Linked DNA regions of Mus musculus: region 1 is linked to region 2. The links are chromatin contacts, called in public Hi-C maps. All regions are on one chromosome and are shown on one strand. The core of a region is the stretch at or near the end of the contact, and the rest is flanking DNA. Distances in the headings are between cores, read along the strand shown. Region 1 overlaps Mboat1 (membrane bound O-acyltransferase domain containing 1). Region 2 has its middle 51 kb from the start of Mboat1.

What was found. Hi-C and Micro-C count contacts between places; a contact is called where the count stands out from the background.
Region 1: a Hi-C map of regulatory T cells shows a contact between it and region 2, with 3 times the contacts expected there. The contact joins two enhancer-like sites. A contact is called at or near these places in 10 of 484 Hi-C or Micro-C datasets (the C2C12 cell line, CD4 T cells, DN3 thymocytes and 7 more) and 1 of 115 datasets of contacts at active chromatin or transcription factors (T-cell acute lymphoblastic leukemia).

The regions. Positions count from the first base shown.
Region 1 is chr13:30,189,908-30,194,465 of GRCm38.p6, forward strand. All of the region lies in intron 1 of Mboat1 (membrane bound O-acyltransferase domain containing 1), which reads left to right. Among named protein-coding and RNA genes, the nearest start is that of Gm40869, 26 kb to the left of the region's middle. Within about 2 kb of position 2,219, at least 36 of the 459 cell types and tissues checked have an H3K27ac peak or open chromatin away from gene starts, as enhancers often do. A contact at or near this core is called in the C2C12 cell line, T-cell acute lymphoblastic leukemia and regulatory T cells, where this site is marked.
Region 2 is chr13:30,083,617-30,087,864 of GRCm38.p6, forward strand. No RefSeq gene overlaps it. Among named protein-coding and RNA genes, the nearest start is that of Mboat1, 51 kb to the right of the region's middle. Within about 2 kb of position 1,580, at least 92 of the 459 cell types and tissues checked have an H3K27ac peak or open chromatin away from gene starts, as enhancers often do. A contact at or near this core is called in the C2C12 cell line, T-cell acute lymphoblastic leukemia and regulatory T cells, where this site is marked.

The DNA.
Region 1 (4,558 bases), core at 969-3,468, 110 kb after region 2:
TCTCTATCTTTGTTGGATCTTTCTGTGGTTTAGGTATCAGAGTAATAGTGGCTTCATAAAATGAGTTGGGTAGAATACCTTCTACTTCTATCTTGTGAAAAAGTTTGTGCAGAACTGGAGTTAGATCTTCTTTGAAGGTCTGATAGAACTCTGCACTAAACCCGTCTGGTCCTGGGCTTTTTTTGGCTGGGAGACTATTAATAACTGCTTCTATTTCTTTAGGGGATATGGGACTGTTTAGAAGGTCAACTTGATCCTGATTCAACTTTGGTACCTGGTATCTGTCCAGAAATTTGTCCATTTCGTCCAGGTTTTCCAGTTTTGTTGAGTATAGCCTTTTGTAGAAGGATCTGATTGTGTTTTGGATTTCTTCAGGATCTGTTGTTATGTCTCCCTTTTCATTTCTGATTTTGTTAATTAGGATTTTGTCCCTGTGCCCTTTAGTGAGTCTAGCTAAGGGTTTATCTATCTTGTTGATTTTCTCAAAGAACCAACTCCTCGTTTGGTTAATTCTTTGAATAGTTCTTCTTGTTTCCACTTGGTTGATTTCACCCCTGAGTTTGATTATTTCCTGCCGTCTACTCCTCTTGGGTGAATTTGCTTCCTTTTTTTCTAGAGCTTTTAGATGTGTTGTCAAGCTGCTAGTATGTGCTCTCTCCCGTTTTTTCTTGAAGGTTGAATGAAATTTTAAAAGAACAAAACAAAACCAAAAACAAAACAAAACACGTTTCTCTTTTCCAGTCCCCTTTCTGGAACTGCCTTGACTTTTAGGTTTGTCTCTGTTGTAGATTTGAAAAACTCATCTCAGGAGCTGAAAACCCAGAGGCTGACTGGATTCAGGGCTGTATTGCCTCTTGGTGCAGAAGGAGCTTGGGCTACCTTGTGAATGCTGGGTGGGGGAGAGAATGGGTACCAGGCAGAAGCTGGGGAGGTCACTTTGAAACAGCCCACAGTAGTTGGTGAGTCCATCCCGTCCTCAGCTCATGCACATGCTAATTTTGGTAGTGTAGATTGCATGCACTGCTTCAAGTGGTCATGTATGTTAGCTTCTTTAGTCCAAAGGTGACAGTGAAACAGGGGACTGATCAAATACTAAGGGTGACAGGCAGGAAGGATGGAGTGTGGTTCTTGCTACGACTGGAGATGGATCTAGAAGACGTAGGAACTTCAGTGAAGTTTGGGCAAGCCAGGAACCTTTGTTAATTCAGACAATACTTTGCAGTCACTTTTAGGCTGTATTGTTTTTGTTTTGTTTTGTTTTGGTTTGGTTTTGAGATAGGGTCTTTCTATGTAGCTTGGCTGGTTCTAAAACATACTAGGTTGCAACCTGGGCTGGCTTCAAGGTTGTGCTAATTCTCCTGCCTCTGCCTCCCAGATGCCAGAATTATAAATACACACCATTCTACCTGGCTAGCTTGTGCCATTGATTATTTAGCCCATTGAAAGCTTTCTTTCTCATTCATATCAGTGTTTCAAAGTGGAGTATGGTGGGGTAAAGAGGCCCACAACACATGTTACTGGATTCCACCCATGAAATGCCCCACTTCAGTAGATCTGGGTTCCCAGAGAAGGTGCATCGTTAACTGGTTTCCAGGCAGTGCTGTTGCTACTGTCCCGAGGGCTGTGTTCCAAAGAATACTGTATTCCCTGAATCATTTCTCATCTACAAACGCTCCATATTTCCTGGCCAAACAGAAGGAATGGAACAAATATCTCTGTGGGTACTTTCCTGAATAAATATGCCCTATTCTAGGCTGGTTGCTGGGCTAAGAAGAGTCTCCTTCTCTCTCCCTCTCTCCCTTTACCTCTCTCTTCCCCTCTCTCCCTCTTCTTCTCTCCCCCCCTCTCTTTCTCTCTATCTCTCACACACAAATACACGCACACAAGTTTTCATTTGTTTAAACAGGATTCTTTTTTTAAAAAAAAATTTATTTATTTTATGTGTATGAGTACACTGTAGCTGTTTTCAGACACACCAGAAGAGGGCATCGGATCCCATTATAGATGGTTATGAGCCACCATGTGGTTTTTGGAAATTGAACTCAGGACCTCAGGAAGAAGAGTCAGTGCTCTTAACTGCTGAGCTGTTTTCTCCAGCCCCAGCCAGGATCTTATTATAGACCCTGTGGCTGGCCTTGAATTAGCAGTCCTCCTGCCTCAGCTCCCCTCTGCTGGAGTGACAGGAGTGCTCTCCCACTAGATTCTCACTCTTGTGTGCCAGTTGTTGGTTGCTCATTTAGCCTAGATTAAAAGAGGGTCAAAACTTGCATAGTAGGCTTTTAAGTCCTTTTCTCTGGGTCGTTTAAGAGCCCAAGTAAAGGTGGAGTCTAGTGGGAACAGGTGTGTTTGAATGTCTGGCGAGATATAATCTTTTCAACAGAGAGGAAACTACAGTCGTCATCAAAGCCAGACCAAAAACTTTCTGAAAGTTCCATTTTCTGTAAGGGGTCTAAAGTATTGTTGCTTTTTTTTCTGGAGAAAACAAAGTGAACTCAAGTGGAGCTGATGCCCCCCCCTTCTTCTTCCCCTCCCTCTCCCTCTTCCCCTCCCTCTCCCCTTCCCCTCCCTCTCCTGCCCCTCCCCTAGTACACAGCTAATGAACATTAGTAACAGCTGCACCTCTTTGAGGCTTGGGAAAGTGCTGATGAAATCCTGTGGTTTTATTCATGACTTAAGATTTTTTTTTTAACTCTTTGCTTTCTAAAAGTGCCTTGGTACTGATTTTCATCCTAAATACTTTGAAGAGTTTACATGACTTTTCCAGCTTTTGATAATGGTCAAACCACTCAACATGTTTGGAATTTGATTTGCCTTAAGTTTAAACTGCAAAGATAAACGTTAGTGCTTTTTTTCAAAAATTAGCTGATTTTTCCCATGGGTTTTGAGGAATTTTTAAAAAATGTTTTTTCTCTTTTTCTCTCTCTTTTTTTTTCCCCCTTGGCTTGCATAGAGAGCCTAGGCTGTCCTTGATCTCATATATGCAGCGAGGGGTGATGACCTTGAATTCCTGATCCTCCTGCTTTGACCCTCGAGCGCTGAGGTTTTAGGTGTCAACTACCATACCCAGGTTTTAATGTTTTAGGTAAACTCCTCCATCTCTTCTTCTGTCTCTGGTTTGTCTTCCTCTTGTTCCTCCTCTTCCTGTCTGCCTTAATCTCATTTGCCTCATTGCCAGTGCTGGGGACCAAGTCTAGGACCTCATACACACAAGACGACTGCCCTACTGCTAATCCAGCCAGGCCCACACCTCTTACAAAAAATACTCCTTGGAGATTGATCACTGAGACTTGGGTCAGAGGGAGTTTGCTGTCTTTTAGAGCCGGCCATGATTGACACTGGGAAGTTTAATGTGGGTTGTATCTCTTATGGATATCCAGAGTCACATCTTGAACTTGCAGACATTGTGCTGATTTAAAATAAGTAAAGTGGGGTTATAAAACACTTGATCACTTTGGCATAACCTTGGATTTTTAAGTTTTCAGAAGAAAAAGCATATTAGTTAACTATTCTTGCTGTTGTGGCCAGAAGCTTGACAACTTAGGGAGGAAGTTGGCACATGGTGTGTGGGATCCCATCCACCATGGGAAAAAGGCATGGTGGGAAGAAAGGTCATACTATATCCATAGTAAGGAAGCAGAGGGCAGATAGGAAGTGGGGCTTACCACCCTCGTGACATACTTCCTCCTCCAGTGAGGCTCCACCTCTTAAAGATACAACAACCTTCAAAAAATAGCACTGTGGAATCTAATGTTCCAACACGTCAGCCTGTAGGGGGCGCTTTACATTTAAACCACAGAACAAGGGCATAGCGGATAATATACTCTTCCTTTTACAGAACTGCCCCTGGGTGGGGGCGGGGGGGGGGGGAACAAAAACTAAACAACCAGTCAGCAGACTTCCTGTCTTCTTAGACCAGTGGGTCTCAACTTCCATAGAGGTTGTCTACATATCCGATATTTATTTATATTGTGATTCGTAACAGTAGCAAAATTACAGTTATGAAGTAGCAGCGAGGTAATTTTATGGTTAGGTGTCACAAGAGCACGAGGAACTGTATTAAAGTGTTGCAGCATTAGGAAGGTTAGAACTGCTGCCTTAGACATGTCCTGCTGTGGAAAGGAGAGCATTTGAAGGGTTGGAGGGGCTGGAGAAGGGACCCCTGAGTTTATCACTTCATTTCAAATTTTATTCATCTATCTATCTATCTATCTATCTATCTATCTATCTATCTATCTATCTATCTATCTATCTATTTGTGTGTGTGTGCTTTGACTGCATGTCTGGCACCCAAGGAGGCCAGAAGAGACTGTCAGATCCCTTGCAATGGAGTTTCTGATGATTCAGAGCCTCCGTCTCTCTACCTGTGTGTGTGTGGGGGGGGGGGAGGGGGGAGGGGGAACTGAGCAATAAGTATCGTTAACCTCCCAGCCTCTGCTCCACTGGGCTTTTTATACCATGTGAAGGCTGCATTGTCCTTCCGTTGCTCATCCCTCCTCCAAGCAGACACTCAGCTGAGAGGGGAAAAGCCTAACCTTCAGATGCATCTTGGGTATAGATA
Region 2 (4,248 bases), core at 330-2,829:
ATGAGTAATGATTCTACATCTTCCAAAGGTTTTGTGTTTTTTAGATTATATAGCTGGGGCGTATGAAGAAGGAGATGAAGAGACTGGCCTCTGAGCAATGATGCTGACAACAGAGATGGAGGGTTGTAGGATCTGGATCCTGCCTGGCAGATTAAGCACACACTGTAGGACAAATTGTGGTTGACTGAAGACAAGAGCTCCTCAGGTTGCGCAGAATTTTCAGACATTTGTTACTCAGAAAGCTGGGCAGTTCACAGTTTTAGTCTTGGGCCCAGGCCTTAATCTGTGTCTATGTCATGACAGTGGGGACGGTGGAGGGAAGTGGGTAAATCTATAAATCTTAAAACACTAGAAAGGGTTGGGGTGTTCTTTCCAACAGAGCTGTGTGGTACACCCACGCCCCCAACTTCTGTATGTAAGCCATTCCTTCTAAATGAGGTCTACCCAAGTACCCTAAAAAAACAAACCAAAAAAACCCGAAACCCATTATCAGTCCTCGCAAGCCTAACCATTATCAGTCCCCGCAAGCCTCCATATCCTGCTCTACGTTCTTTCCCATAGTGCTTATCTTCTTGCTTCAAAGCATTCTTGACTGCCTGGAATGCCTGCTGTTTACTGTCACCTCCTCGCTAGAATGCAAGCCCACCATGTTAGGAACCATTGGTTATTTTGTGCATGGACAGATAGTAGGTGCTCAGCAGATATTTGAAAACTCACTAATAATGGCTCTGATTAGCATTCACAGAGCAGATCCCGGACCCTGACACACCAAGCAACGTCAAATAGTTACCGTCCCTTGATGAAGTAAGACAATTCTTGTTTGCCATTTCAGAAAGAAGGAAACAGGACCACAGACAGGTTAGGAGGAACCAAGGTTGCCTATAAAACTAGTAAAAAAGTGGTACCATGGTCCAGACACGAAAATACTTCTCAACTCAGAAATATGGATCCCAGAAAGCAAGAATGAGCAAGCTACTGGGGACTGGCTGGCACTTGGAAGCCAGATGGTTTTGGATCGGCAGGTCTAAATCCTTAGCTAACTGTGTCAGAGGAAGCCATTTTAAGGAGTACATTCTCCATGAAAAACCTGGCAAGACACAGAAAAACATAGAGGCGAGGAAAGGGCTTTTATAGAGTAATACAAGTGAGAATTATACTCAAGTTTTTCATTTCTCAGTAATTAGATTCCGTTTAAATTCACATCTTTAAAAAAGGTGAATGCAGGCTGAATTTCCCTTATCCCATATTTTGGGTAAAATGTACCTAAAATAAAATCTACCTAATGTTAGCAAATTACTAACATCTCTTCATGTAAGTAATTAATTTGGTTTCTGTTTTGCCCTGCAGATGGGACAATTTATTATTACTGCTAATAAATCTCTAGGAATTAATTGTTGAGATGGGATTAACAACCCCAAAATGGTTGGAAGAAAATCTTAATTTGGATCATGTTTTCCTAACTCTGTCAGCAGCTTCTGATTATAAAAATAGTCTCAACCCCCTTAGGCGGGACTTACTCTTCCGGTGTCTGCGGAGGGCAGGGTGACCTTTCACTCGCTTTTGATGACCGCCCTCTTGTGGTGGATCGTGAGGATGCACGCCTAGCTCCAAGGTTCTTTGTGAGAGAGCCCAGCCCCGCGTGGTCTAGAATATTCTGGGATCTCCCTGGTGAAGATTTCCTTGCTCCCCTCTTCTTCTCGGGGAGTCTGTAATGTTCTGTAAACACAAGGACAAATATATTGCTGTTGTTTCTATATTGTATTTTTGACTGTTTATTTTTGTGGCAACTGCTGTTACTGTGGCCAATTTTAGTCGTAATTATTTTCCTCTTCCTGCTTTACAGAGGGTTGTAAGAAAATGTGAATAGAAGAAAATCAAGAAGGCTAAAGGGATTTCTTCTCATCCACGCTTTTAACTTCACTCCACCAAATGGCTGCGATAGTTTTTGTTTGTTTTGTTTGTTTGTTTGTTTGTTTTTCTTTCCTTAAAAATACAAGGTAAAACCAAACAGAAACCTGGAGGTGGAGAGTGGTAGCACAGGCTGGTGTCTAATCTCAGCACTTGGAGGATCTCAAGTTCGGGCCTAACCAGGGCTACATAATAAACAAATGGACAAAATGCCAAAGGATGATAGATACATAGTTACGCCTGAGAAATAACAGGCTTGAGATTGTAAATTCTCTCACTTAGCAGTTGCTTTAAGTTTTAAGGTTCTAAACCTTAGGAGAGGTCGAACATCAGATATCCTGTATGTCAGCTATTTACATTATGATTCACAACAGTAGCATAGTTACAGTTATGGAGTAGCAACAAAAATAATTTTATGTTTGGGAATCACCACACCATGAGGAACTGTGTTAAAGGGTCACAGAATCAGGAAGGTTGAGAAGCGCTGCCTTGATGTTAAAGAGAAAGTATAAAGCTGACAGAGGAACGGCATTTGTATCAACTCTTCTACAGGGTCTCTCATGCACAGACACTGTGTATAATGTCTCTTGGAAATGTAAACCTATGGTCCTAGCTACAGCTGAGCTTATTTAATGGGTGTCACTTAAATTTTACTTAAGCAAGGGACAATGTCTCTATATACACACACACATATATATATAATATATATGCATGTATATACATATATAATATAAACACATACAATATATACATATATAATATATACTATATAATGTTTTTATTATTGAAAAGTTCATACATGTATATAACATTCAATCAATAACATCCACCTCCCTTCCTCCACCTGGACCCCCCAGACCCACTCCTACCTAATTTCGTATCCCCTCTTTTCTAGCCCACTGATTACTATTTGTGCTGCCCATATGTGAGCGGGTGTGAGACCATCCACTGAAGCACTGTTGTCGTACTATAGATCACACTTGTCTTTGTTAGGGTTTCTGTTGCTGCGATGTTGTTGCCATGGCCAAAAAGCAAGCTGGGGAAGAAAGGGTTTCCTTAGCTTGTACATCTACATTGCTGGTCACCACTGGAGGATGTCAGTGCAGGAACTCAAGCAGGATAGGAACCTGGAGGCAGGAGCTGATGCAGAAACCATAGAGGGGTGCTGCTTATTACTGGCTTGCTTCCCAGGGCTTGTTCAGCCTGCTTTCTTACAGAACTCAGGACCACCAATCTAGGGATGGCAACACCCATAATGGGCTGGGCCCTCTCCCATTGATCACTAGTCGAGAAAATGCTTTACAGTTTGATCTCATGGAGGCATTTCCTCAAGGGAGACTCCTTCCTCTCTAAAGACTCTAGATTGTGTCAAGTGACCTAAAAACCACCCAGTACAACACCTCTAAAAATAATTCTCTCCTTTCTAAGCAGCTATCAACTGTCAAACAGTCTTCAGCTACGTGTGAGGTCTTGGAAGCCCCTTCATTCTTCATGATAGGGTACTGAATGGCTCAATCTTAGCATCCACAGATGCTGTGATTTCATGAGCGCAGGGGGCATCCTGGCACCTCCAGAAGATACTGTTTCACCTTGCCCCAGTCCCCAGGCTGGCACTTCACTGTTTCTCTTCCCTCTTCTGCCATGCTACCTACAGCCTTATGGCAAGGGATGTGTACAGCTGACCATTTATGGCTGTGCACGGAAAGTCTATCTTGGGTATACTTTATGACATACTGAAAGAGTCTTGGATCTCTAGGATCTGAACAGAACTGGAGTCTGAACTCTCATACTTAGCTGTTGTGATCATTCGAATAAAAATGGCCCCCATAGGCTCATAGATCTGAATGGTGGTCACTAGAATTAGGAGGTGTGGCCTTATCGTAGGAAGTACTACATCAAAAGACCATGCCAAGCCCAGAGTCTCTCTCTCTCTCTTGGCCAGCAGATCAGGCTATAGCTCTCAGTTACCTCCCCAGCACCTTTCTGCCTGTGTGGGGCCATGCTTCCCACCATGATAATGGACTAAACCTCTGAAACTGTAAGCCAGCCCTCCACTAAATGCTTTCTTTTTTAAGAGCTGCCTTGGTCCCCGTGTCTCTTCATGGCAGTAGAACATGACTAAGACAGTGGTCTGACTCTGGGCACCTCGCTTCACCTCTCATTGCAAACAGATGTCATTCTTCATTTGTTCGAATCTGGTAACTCAGAGGAGGTAATCAAAGAACATGGTCCACAGTCTCTCCTTTAAAACCTCAAATGAAAAGTCCCCCAGCTCTGCTTCATCACCCACTCAGTGTCCACTCATCATAATGTGCCTAGGAAGATGAAGCGCTCAGAAAC